2 separate regions of the Mus musculus genome follow, and region 2 is linked to region 1. The links are chromatin contacts, called in public promoter capture Hi-C maps. All regions are on one chromosome and are shown on one strand. Each heading gives the region's core, a stretch centred on a gene start, on an enhancer-like site or on the middle of the called end of the contact. The rest is flanking DNA. Distances are from core to core; before and after follow the strand shown. Region 1 holds the start of Chrac1 (chromatin accessibility complex 1). Region 2 holds the start of Slc45a4 (solute carrier family 45, member 4).

The links. Capture Hi-C pulls out chosen DNA fragments and counts their contacts.
Region 2: a contact with region 1 is called in a promoter capture Hi-C map of adipose tissue. The contact joins the promoter of Slc45a4 here to the promoter of Chrac1 in region 1. A contact is called at or near these places in 1 of 115 datasets of contacts at active chromatin or transcription factors (pancreatic cancer cells) and 1 of 9 other capture datasets (adipose tissue).

What each region holds. Positions count from the first base shown.
Region 1 is chr15:73,086,906-73,092,955 of GRCm38.p6, forward strand. Chrac1 (chromatin accessibility complex 1) reads left to right here and starts at 3,507. Exons shown (of 3, transcript NM_053068.3): 1 at 3,507-3,678; 2 at 5,928-6,050. The coding sequence starts at 3,532.
Region 2 is chr15:73,621,136-73,627,185 of GRCm38.p6, forward strand. It overlaps Slc45a4 (solute carrier family 45, member 4), which reads right to left and starts at 3,609. Exons shown (of 8, transcript NM_001033219.4): 1 at 3,191-3,609.

The sequences.
Region 1 (6,050 bases), core at 2,257-4,756:
GGCTTTTTTCTTGACCAATTAGCTGGCTGGTAATGGGCTGCTTCTTCCTCCCAGTCTGTTTCCTCAGAGGAGGATTCTTCACCTGCTTCAGAGCTACTAAGAGCTGGCTTCCTGAGCCCATCCAGCGATGAGCACAGGCTCCTTTTCCTAGAGACCTCCGCTAATTGATCTTTCTTCTTTTCCCTTTTTCCTCTTTTTCTTCTAATCTCTCTCCAGGTATTCCTACCTAACCTTAACTTTTCCTCGGGTTCAAGACCCTTGGAAAGGCCTGTATACTTATTTTGTGTACCATATTTCCTCTTTGTTCCTACTCTCTCTCCCCACTTTACTTCTGATAGCTTGTCCTGAATTTCATCTAGAATCCTCCCTGCCTTAACCACTTGATAACATGTGAAAAGGAACAAAAGGGCTTCTAACACTAGAAAAAATTCAAGGCCAAACATTTTCCACTTTACTTCTGATAGACTGTCTTGAATTTCGTTAGAAAGTTCAAGATCAGACTTACCTCGTAAAGCTGTACTCACTGGTACTCTCGTTCCCCAGCTGAAAAGTTCTGAATTCATACAGTTGAATCCTTCTTAACAGTCTGCTTTACGGGAACCTTTATTACCGCGACCCGCAGTTCTGGTTCTGGAATGAGGGATCTTCCTTGCGCCAGTCCCGAGTTTTTTCTCGTCCCGGAATTCGGCACCAATTGTTATTAGAGGCGTTCTCACGACCGGCCAGGAAGAACACCACAGACCAGAATCTTCTGCGGCAAAGCTTTATTTCTTACATCTTCAGGAGCCAGGGTGCAGGAAGCAAGAGAGCAAGAAGCAAGAGAGAGAGAAAACGAAACCCCGTCCCTCTTAAGGAGCATTCTCCTTCGCCTCGGACGTGTCACTCCCTGATTGGCTGCAGCCCATCGGCCGAGTTGACGTCACGGGGAAGGCAGAGCACAAGTAGTCATAAGATACCCTTGGCACATGCGCAGATTATTTGTTTACCACTTAGAACACAGCTGTCAGCGCCATCTTGTAACGGCGAATGTGGGCGCGGCTCCCAACATTCCCTCATCCCTGCTCTTTGGGAATTCTCATTTCTCTGAACTCTCTAGACATCTTCCTGATTCCATCTCCTCCCGTCCTGAATCCAAACCCACTCAAAACAAACTGTACAAAAACAATCAGTTAAAGAGACAAGCCAAAACAAAAACCCTTGAGGGGCAATTGCACAGCATTTCTTTAGTTTTCTGGCCATGTCCTGTGCTTGCTGCTGGTTAAAATTTAATTTATAAGGTACCAGGTGGTGATAGGGTCAATGTCACATGCCTTTTAATCCCAGTCTTCAGGAGACAGAGGCAGGTGGATCTCCGTGAGTTCAACACCCGCCTGGTCTAGAGCTAGTTCCAGGACAGCCAAGGCTATGTGAAGAAACCCTGTCTTAGAAAACAACAAAAAAGAAAGAAGACAGATTGCAAAATAGGGAAACTTTATTCAAAGCAAAGCAATACAGATTAGGAGTGTGTGGTCAAGAAAACAGTGGGTCACATCAGTGAAGATACTCAGGGGCCTCACATTATTATTGCCCTAGCTTCAGAGATCTGAAGGGAGGGGAGCTAGTTACTAAGGGGGTATAGTTTGGGTGATTCACTATTTTGACAGATTACAACTTTTCTACCTTACATGCCCTCCAATAATGTTTGATTTTTAACTGCATGCACACCCAGTTGCAACTAGGCAATAAGATGGTAAAATGGGTTTTCCTAAGAGTTCACTTTAAGGACAGTTTGCTTTATTATGCATGCACTCCAAACTAGTTCTGGCTGGCCTCCTTCTCCTTTCATTACTAGAACACAACCAAATAGAATCTAAGTTTATACCAACTAAGTGGAGGAGAAACATTCCAGTGTTCAGAGCGGTGTGTGTTTGTGTGCCAATCCTCCCGTGCATGATGGGGAGAGTGGTACCATAGGCTATTAGTGGCATTGTTCAGAAGTGTGCACAGCCCAAGCCTAGTGGCATCCTAGCTTCCTAAAACAGTCCTATGCTTGTCTGCCTCACTTGGGTGAAAGGAAGCATGTGAAAGGCAGGCAAAACTCATCTTGTCTAACGGCTTTCCTTTGCTGCAGATCTGAGAACAAACATCACTTCTCAGAGGCCAGCTTACCAGTTATGACACTTCCCACTGGAAATGGTATTCTTTCCCCAGACATCTGGGTGAACATAGCCTTATTGAGAGCACGCAGCTAGCTTGCTCACCAACTGTGCCTTCGTGCCTGACACTAACACTGGATATAAGTTCTACATCTATGGTCTCAAACAACCTGGGATACAAAGTATTCAGGAAAAAAAACAAAACAAAACAAAACAAAACCCATCCCTGCTGACTGGACATGTAGAAATCTCTCATCATTGTTCCCTAACAGTCCAGCAACTACTCATATGGCATTCACGAAGCACTTAATCAAGAAGACATGGGTATTGTATGAGAATGTGCCTAGGCGTTATGCAGTTGTCGTCTTTTGTATTTAAGACTTTTCTGTCGGGCGTGGTGGCGCACACACTCCGGAGGCAGAGGCAGGGGGATTTCTGAGTTCGAGGCCAGCCTGGTCTACAAAGTGAGTTCCAGGACAGTCAGGGCCATACAGAGAAACCCTGTCTCAAAAAACCACACACACACACACAAAAAAAAAAAAAAAAAAAAAAAAAAGACTTTTCAGCATGTACAATTTCAGTATGTGTGGGGATCTTAGAACCAATCCCCCAATAGATACTGAGGGACAGTTGTATCTTATGTTTATTGGACTAGGATATACTACGGTAATGACGACACTAAAACCAAACATGATCCAATCTATAAAACCCTGCCGATTTAGTTCCTCCAACTATATTTAGTGCCATCTTAGGAGTTTTTGTTCTCTTCAGACCACATCAACTTTACTCTCCCAAGTTTACTCCACAGCTCATCTAAGCAAAAGTCCACGGTCTCACGGTTTCATCTGCCGTGGAGTCCCACTTTCTGATATTCTTGGACGCTCCCTCCAGACCACTTGATAGGATGTTTCTAATAGTCTTCATTCTAAAGTCATGGCCCATCTTCTTCAACAAGACCTTGTGTGGCCAGGCTGGCTAGAACTCTTGGTGATCCTTTTGGCATTGTGGTGGGATTACAGAAGACTCTAGGACCATTCAGTTCACCTGTCTGCTTAGCAGGCTAATCCCCATACGCCTCAAGAAAGACATGGGTAGTGGCCGCCTTTCCTCCCTATTCCTCTGGCCAAACTGTTGCCATGGTTCGTTTGATTCCCTCCAGAACATGACCTCCTAAGACATCTCTCCAGTTTTTGAAAGGACAAATCTGTGCAGCTCGGGACTGCCCGAGCAAGCACTCGGACGCCTGAGAGCGCTTCTTCCGGGAGACTGCCCCGGCGTTTCCGAGAGGGATTTTCCCGGGCGCCGGCTCCCAGGCTTTCGGGCCACCGCGCTCCACAGCGTCTGCGCAGGCGCGGCCGCGCGAAGCATCACGGGCCGCCCGGGACGGACGCGGAAGATGGCGGACGCGGCCGTGGGGAAGGAAAAGTGCGGGGACCAGCGGCTCGTGTCATTGCCCCTGTCCCGCATCCGAGTCATCATGAAGAGCTCTCCCGAGGTGTCGAGCATCAACCAGGAGGCGCTGGTGCTCACGGCCAAGGCCACGGTGAGCGGCCGGCGGGGCGACGAGAGGGGCGGGCGCGGGCACCAACCGCCCCTCGGGCTCCGCACACACGCGCCTTGGCCTTTGGCTGCCCTGCGGGGGCCGCGCGGCGCCTCTTTCTCTTGCGTCTGCGCGCTACACACCTCCTCCTCCCCTCCCGCGGGCTCAGCTCCGCCCACTGCGCCGCTTTCGCTCTGCAGGATCGTCTGGCTCCCAGCGTCCTCTGCGCCCCGCCTCCCGCGTCACTCCCCGCTGGGCCTCGCGCACGCGTAGTTAAGGGTTCGGCTGCGTGCGCGAGTTGAGGCGGGTCTATGTCGTGCGGGAGGTCGGGCTGACTCTGACTTCCCCCAGGAAGATGCGGGAAGGTTCTCCAAGCTTCCAGGACGGCTTGCAAGGCTGTCTAGGGCTCTTCAGCCCTCAGGACTCTGGAGGTAGTCAGAGTTTACGCAGACATCCGCTGTCACAAGTTAAATTATAACCGCATAGTCCCCTCCCAACACACATCGCTTTGTCTTCTTATTTTGTTCTATATTTCCAGCCATCTCTCAGTATGTTTTCCCTATCCTGGAGCTCTGTAAACCACCAGAATTACCTTGAACTCGAAAGAGATCTGCTTGTCTCAGCCTACCAAGTGTTGCTGGGGTTTAAGGCTTGTGCCACCACACCCTGCCACCTTGGTCTTGGCCCTTCTGAGTACGGCGATTAAAATTTCCTGACCCCACTCCTGGTTTAAAGTTTGGTTTCGATAGTGGTAGGCCGGGAACCTTATTGTTCTGAGACCCAGCCATGACTATTGGCTCTACCTTCTTTTCCAGCCTCTGCTTCTAGAACTTCATTCAGTGCGTGGCATTTTTTTTTTTTTTTTTTTTTTTTTACAATATTTTGGACTAGGGACAAAGGTACAAATCTTGTGACTGCAATAGAGTCAACCTTAAGTAGATCCTGATAAAATAACAATAGTTCCCCAGTATCTTTGGATTGGTCCTCCAAAGCCAAATACAAATCTTAGGATAACAAGCCCCTTTTAGACAGTGGTGTATATTTACATGTAAACTATACATGTCTCATTTCTAAATCATCTTAAGATCATGGTGGTGGCTGGGCAATGGTGGCGCATGACTTTGATCCCAGCACTTGGGAGGCAGAGGCAGGCGGATTTCTGAGTTCAAGGCCAGCCTGGTCTACAGAGTGAGTTCCAGGACAGCCAGGGCTACACAGAGAAACCCTGTCTCAAAAAAAAAAAAAAAAAAAAAAAAAAAAAACAACAACAACAACAACAAAAAAGTAGAACCTATTTAAAAACAAAAAACAAAAAAAAAGGAAAAGATCATGGTGGTCTTCCTCTTATTTCTGTGTGGTGCTAGGATTCACATTTTTTTTGTAAGCTTCATTCTAGTGTTAAGGACCTAATCACTATGCAGACAGTTCTCTGATCACGTACTAGCTGAGATAATACTGAACCCTGGGGAAGGTTCAGTTTTTATTTCTGAGCATTGGGCTCTTGTCAGTTCTGTACCTAGAAGGTATTTGGGCAAAATGAGATGTCATTTTTCAGTCTGAGGTTTTTGATTTTTATTATAGTTATGAGAAAACAAGGGACTGAAATAGACACAGACGCCTGGCACCTTATGTCTGTAATATAGTCCTTTGCAAGCCAGATGTAATTTGGTTGATTGGTTTTCATTTTTCAAGACATAGTTTCTCTGTGTAGATCTGGGTGTCCTGGAACTCTGTAGACCAGGTTAGCCTTTAACTCAGATAGGTCTGCCTCTGCCTCCCAAGTGCTGGGATTAAAGGCATGCACCACCACTGCCTGGCCTTTTACTCCATTTTGTGTAGGCTGGTAACACCCCACCCCTTCCTCCCTTTTAGACAGCAGCTCATTTAGCTCAGACTGGCCTTGAACTTGATATATAGCCATAGCTGCCCTTGCTTCCCTGTGCCTCCTACCTCCACCTGAGTGTTGATATGATAGGTATGGATCACAGCACTCCCTGAAACCACTTGTAAATATTTTTGATACCCCTGTAATCATTTGTAAATATTTATGTTATACACCTAAGCTCAGCTGGGAACTAACTGCCTGCTGCTTCCTTTCTGGTCTTATGTTTCTGTCTCTTGTAAACTGATTTCCTGTCATTTGAATCGAGGAACCAAGATAATCTGAAGTATTAATGGAGTGTTAAGCTTATAAAATGTGCGGTGGGTTTTTGACCGAGCCCTCTCGTTTGATTTTCTTTGTGTTGGTTTAGGAGCTCTTTGTTCAGTACCTAGCCACCTGTTCCTACAGACACGGAAGTGGCAAAGCCAAGAAAGCACTGACGTACAGCGACTTAGCCAGCACTGCAGAGGACTCGGAGACACTTCAGTTTCTC
Region 2 (6,050 bases), core at 2,359-4,858, 530 kb after region 1:
ACCCTCACTCACCTTCCGAGTGCCTAGAGAAAGCAGGAGCTACTCAAAGTGGAAGTGCCCTGGATGCCAAGCTCCTGGCTCCTTCCTGCCTTCCAGGAGGCATTTCACAGCCTCACACCCACCCATTCGGAAAGTCCAGGGAATTGCCACGTGAAGGGTGTGCACTAGAGGGAAGCCAGCTGTGGCTAGCTTTACTACAGAATAAAGGAGTTCAAAACCAACCCCAGCCTTCAGATCTGTGGTCACTTCCACCACACTCAGAGGGAAGGAGATCCTCCCAGGTTTTAAACTCATATAAAGTTGGGGGCTTCTAGTATAAAAGTCTGCATTTCTGAAAAGCCTGCCAATCATAAAAGAGCATGCCTGGGGGCTGGAAAGATGGCTCGGTGGTTAAGAATTCTGGCTGTTCTTCCAGAAGACCTGAGTTCAATACCCAACACCCATATGGCAGCTTGCAACTGTCTGTAACTCCAGTTCCAGGGACCAAACTACCTCACAGACATACATGCAGCAAAACACCAATGTACACAAAATAAAAATAAATAAATCTTATTTAAAAAAAAAAAAGCATGCCTGGATATATGCATCACAAAAGCTCCCAGTGTTCCTGGTCTAAATCCAGGTCTGAGCCCTGAGCATACAGCCAGAGCCCGCCACAACAGACAATATCCACATGAAAAAGAAGCCTTTACAAGTGAGACCAAAACAATTCCATCTGTTAACAACTGTTTAATCAGAAGTCAAGCACAACTGCCTCAGTTTAAGGCAGTAATTCCCTTTCAGCAATTAATAAAGTCCTTGTAAATGCTCCCCACGCCAGCATTTTTAAAATTTTTTTTGGAGGGGGCAGGATAAATATTAGCTTGGGACCTGCCTACACAAGAAGTGAAAGCTGACAAAGAGGCAGTTTTACCAAAAAAAAAAAAAAAAAAAAAAAAAAAAAAGGAAAAAGAAAAAAAGGAAGAGGAAGAAGAGAAAGAAGAGGAACAGGAAGAGGAGGAGGAGGAGGAAGAGGAGGTGATGGTGGTGGTGGTGGTGGTGGTGGTGGTGGTGGTGGTGGTGGTGGTGGTGGTGGTGGTAGAGGCTGCAATAGTTGCAGGGCTTTGGGTGCCGGGGTGGGCTCTGCCTCTGACCTCTCTGTTCCTGGTCCCTGCGTTAATCCTCAGCACCCTGCAGGTGGCAGGTCCTGGGGGCTCACCCATCAGGTGCACTGCCACAGTCTCCTGGGCAAGTTCAGTACTCAATGATAGAACAGAGAATAGAAAATGAACTTATTAAAGGGAGAGGCTTAAGATACTTGGGGGGATAAAAGAGAACAGTGGGGTCTTGAGTCTGACTTCAGCTTAGTTTCTTTCCTTCCTTCCTTTTTTTTGGTTTTCCAGACAGGGTTTCTCTGTGTAGCCCTGGCTGTACTGGAACTCACTCTGTAGACCACGCTGACCTGAAACTCAGAGATCCACCTGCCTCTGCCCCCCTAGTGCTGGGGTTAAAGACGTGCGCCCATACCACCCCGCTCATCTGCTTGAGCTATTAATAAAGGGATAAGTTTCTGATTTGGAAGTACAAAACTTTAGATACCAGTTTCTGATGGAAGCCAAGTTTAAGAAACCTCACTTCTGCCCACTGTGTACAGACCTTCCCTAAGTCCTGCTGCTGTTCACAGCCCTGCCACTCAGTTCCTGCTCACTCCAGATTCCTTCCAGGTGGGCAGCAGTGGGGCAGGCCTTGCTGCCAGAGCAGCAGTCAGCCATTGAAGACAAGTCTGCAGGAGGGCAAACCAGGAGGTGTGAGAGTGAGACTGCACTCTGGGGCCTTTGTCAGCTATCCTAGGAGACACTTAGGGCTTTGGCTGCTCAGTTTTCTGCCACTGAGGACAGAGTTGCAGGGATGGCTGGCAGCACACCAGAGAACTGGTGTGACGTCTTCCACAGGAAGTCTAGGGCAGATCATACAACTTGAGCATGTCCTGTGTGGATGCTACAGGTCAGAGCTAGGATGCTTTCACACAGACCTTACCAATACAAACCCACTTTAACATGGATCCAAAGGATGATTTGTCAACTGCCTTTCAAGGGCACATTCAGCACCATGCTGACCTCTGACCACAACATTCTTACAAACAAACTGCAGGAAAGCCAGAACGAAGAACACCAAGGCCTGCCCCATGGCAGGGGGCCCAGGCAGAACACGAGAGAGGCAGGCCAGAGCTGTAGGGGCAAGGACAGCCCTGGCCTTCTCCTTGAGGCACACTATGGACGGAAAGTTAGCCACAGCTGGCAAGGCTGCCTGGTGTCTATAAAAGCGTTCCTCCCAGGAGATGGCTGGAAACAGACACTCTAAGATACTTTCATTCTTTTCCTTATTTGCCGTTCTGAAAAATAAGTTGTTCTTCCCTACTCCGAAATGGAATAGGGTCAAAATCTTCCACAGTCAACAGCAACCCAAAGAAAAGAGCACCAGATCCAAGATATTTCCAGTTTGGCAAGTGGCCCAAGGTAAGTAACTCTATGCTGTTTACTTGGTTCGAATAGAATTCGCCTGGGGATAAAAACCTAATCCCTTAACCAGTCAGCCTGTGTCCCTTAGTCCTGCAGACAGAGGCTGAGGCACTTTTCATCTCCTCTTCATCTCAATGTTCCTCTGTCTCCGTGGTGCCCACCACCTAGAAACGTCCACTCCAGGCCCACTGTGGTGTGTAGAGCCTGCATGCTCCCACACAACTAAGTGATCTATCAATGTGTGCAGAGGGATAGCTAGCAGAGGCCTGTGCAGAAGGGCCTCTGAAGCTCACAACAAAGCTCAGGGTCCACCTGTTCCAAAAGGATAGCCATCTCAGGACTGGGCCCCCCTGGGCCTCCCTCACCTTTCAAAGATGCTCCAATAACTCCTCCCTCCTTTGCTATATAGGGCTATCACTATGGACTCTTCACACTACCAGTAAAGTGAGTCATGCATGGCAACAAGAAAGGCCTCTCCAAGGAGCCATACACAGATTAGGTGCCCCAATGCAGAGATGAGCATTGGCCCTCCTCCAAAGCCAGAGCCTATCCCCCATGCGCAGAGATCTGCAGGGTACTTCTAGGTATACAGTCTGCAGAGTAGTCTTTGGTAACGCCTGTGTGAGCTGCATCCCACTGAGGCATAAGCCACTGCCTCCATTACACACTGCTTCTCCAGGACACACACCTACCTGTTATATAAGCAGTGCTCAGGCGCACAGGCCAACAGAAGACACAAGGAAACTGCAGCACATACAGCACGGGACTCACTCCTAAGGCAGGGAACACAGCTAAACAGGCTGTGGTCAAGGAACAATCTCTGCAGCTGCCCCAAGTGTCTGCTCTTCTCAGCCAGGACATTTAAAGCATTAAATTTTCAGTCTTCTCACCAAAAACCCTCTAAAGGCCAAATGACAAGCTTCAGCAAGGGTTCGCAGTGCACCTCCACATTCCCAGGGCCAGGGAGCGGGCTCCCATCCCATGGTTTCTATTCCAGACATGGCCTCCAGGAGTTGGGACAGATCATCAGCAAGGGCAGAGGTAAAGGACAGAGATCCAGTGGATCTTCTGTAGCTGAATACACAGTTGGCTAAGGTGTCCACTACACACTGGGGGAGTCTAAATCAATTTCTAACTAAAGATCAAGTTGTGGACAGTACCTAGAGTCACAAAGGCATAAGGGGAGATTCCTAATTCCAACAAGAGGCAGCCCACTATGACACCACTGTGCCAGATGCCCACATCTCTGCTACCACCTCCAGCCTCTAGGAGGACAGGTCAGAACTCAGCTTCTCTTCTTCCCAATTTCTGCTGGAACTGATGACAAGGGAACAATAAATGACTCGGTTTGGTGAGTGTTCTGAAAAGCCATGACCCTCAGCATCAGAGGACCTCTAATGGGGCTCCAACCTTGTCCTTAGACACTTGGTCCGAGAGGTAGCCTCAAGTGCAGGCATTTAAAGCAGATCAAGGTAGGAAGTGGTCATTGTACAAGCCCACAAACACATGCAGACCCTTAAAAGATTCAGGGGCGGGAAGGGCATGACAGCACACACCCATATTTCCAGCACTTGGAGAATCCCACGGGTTCTAGAACAATGTGACTTACAGTGAGTTCCAGGACCACATAGGTTAGGAAGAGATCCTGTCTAAAAACCCAACATAGGCCTGGAGAGATGGCTCAGCAGTTAGGAACACTTGCAGAGGACCCAGGTTTGTTCTTAGCACCCACATCAGGCGATACACAACCGCTTGTAAATCCATTTAAGGGGATCCTGGCCTCCATAGATGCAGAACTCTGTTTAACTAGATTGCCCAGTAGTGGTGGCACAGGCCTTTTAATCCCATCACTCAGAAGGCAGAGGCAGGCAGATCTGAGGTCCAGGACAGCCAGGGCTACCTACACACAGAAACCTTTTCTCAAAAAAATCCAAATTAGAAAATAAATTAAACTAGGGGCTGGAGAGCTGGCTCAGTGGTTAAGAGCACTTGTTGTTCTTGCAGAGGACCCGGGTCGGACTCCCAGTATCTGTGTTAGAGGCTCACTGTCTCCTTGAGCACCAGACATACATGTGGTGCACAGGGGTACACACAGGAAAATACTCATACACATAAAAAATAATATTCCTTTGGTCTTAGCTGCCCTAGGAATACAGGTGTGTGCTATCATACCCAACTTATTCAAACTATTTTCAATCTAGAAAATAAAAGTACTAGCCAATTAACCCTTATTTTTCAAAAGCCACAGAAACACCCAGGACCTGTATTGGCTCCTGGTCCCTGCAAAAAGGCCAGAGCCCATGGGGAAGAGAAGGGTTGGAGTCACCCACTGTGGCCTTCCCCAACACGAACCTCAACCATTCTCTGCAAACCTACTACACCTCAGGTGGAAGCCACCAAATGAATTATCAGTGCAGTGTCAACTGGAAACATCCCAGTGTCTCCATGGTTTGCCCTGCTCAAGTTGGATTCCATCCCTGACTATTGAGAAACTTAGCAACGGCTTGAGCAGAGCAGGATCCTAAGAACAGCATGGGCTCCAGCAGGTCAGACAATCTCCTCAGACAGCAGGACATCTTGCCAGAAGAGAGCAAGAACCACCCACTAAGGCGAGGCCCAGGAGAAGGACCCACACTGTAAACTCTCAGTGCACCTCACTTTTTCCTCCAAAGAAGTTTAGGGAGAGTACATGGTCGCACCTCAGCAATCTTCCCAGGCAGTGCTGTTTCACAGCCCCAACCCTGCTGACAGGTGAGTTCACCTGGTCCTGAAAGTCACCAACCAAGGCAGATCAGATCTCACTACCTGTCCCCAGGTCAGGTGGCCACAGGCATTAACCCTTTAGGACTCCTAGAGGAAGGGAGCGCCCAGAGCTGGACATTAGGCTCCTGACCCAGTTAGCTGAGGTGCCAGTGTGGATAGTCAGTTACAACAAAAATACAAATTATCTGCATGATTATAAACAGAATATATTCTTTCAGATAGCTACCAAACCTAAAAATAAATAAATGGGAAAAGCAGCAGACTGTCCCGGCCAGTGCTGTAATCCTGACACTTGGGAGGCTGAAGCAGGAGGAATGCACTGAAATCAAAGTTGGCCTGGGCTATGGAAAAGTCAGTTGTAGGACATCCTGGGTTATACCACAAGCCTGTCTCACAGTAAAAAAGGAAGGGACCAGAGAGATGGCTCAGTTGAGGAGACACCTACTGCCATGCCTCAGAACCTGCGTTTGATCCCCAGACCCTGTGATAAAAGAGACCCAACTCCCTTTAACTGTCCCTGACCTCCATATGCCAGTACACACACACACACATTTTTTTTTCTTAAAAGAGTCTATAAAGGCTTTAAAAATTAATGTAAGTTGGGATTCCTAATCCCAGCACTGAGGAGATGAAGGAATTGAAGGCCAGGCTCTTCACTCACATGTAGGTCTCCCTTCAAGCCCTTGCTATTCGACCACCTTCCAATACCTCTTCCACCTCCAGTTTCACTTCCCAGGCAAGCTGACCCATCCTCTGGCAGCCACCTCTCAGCATTGTGAAACCTGGATC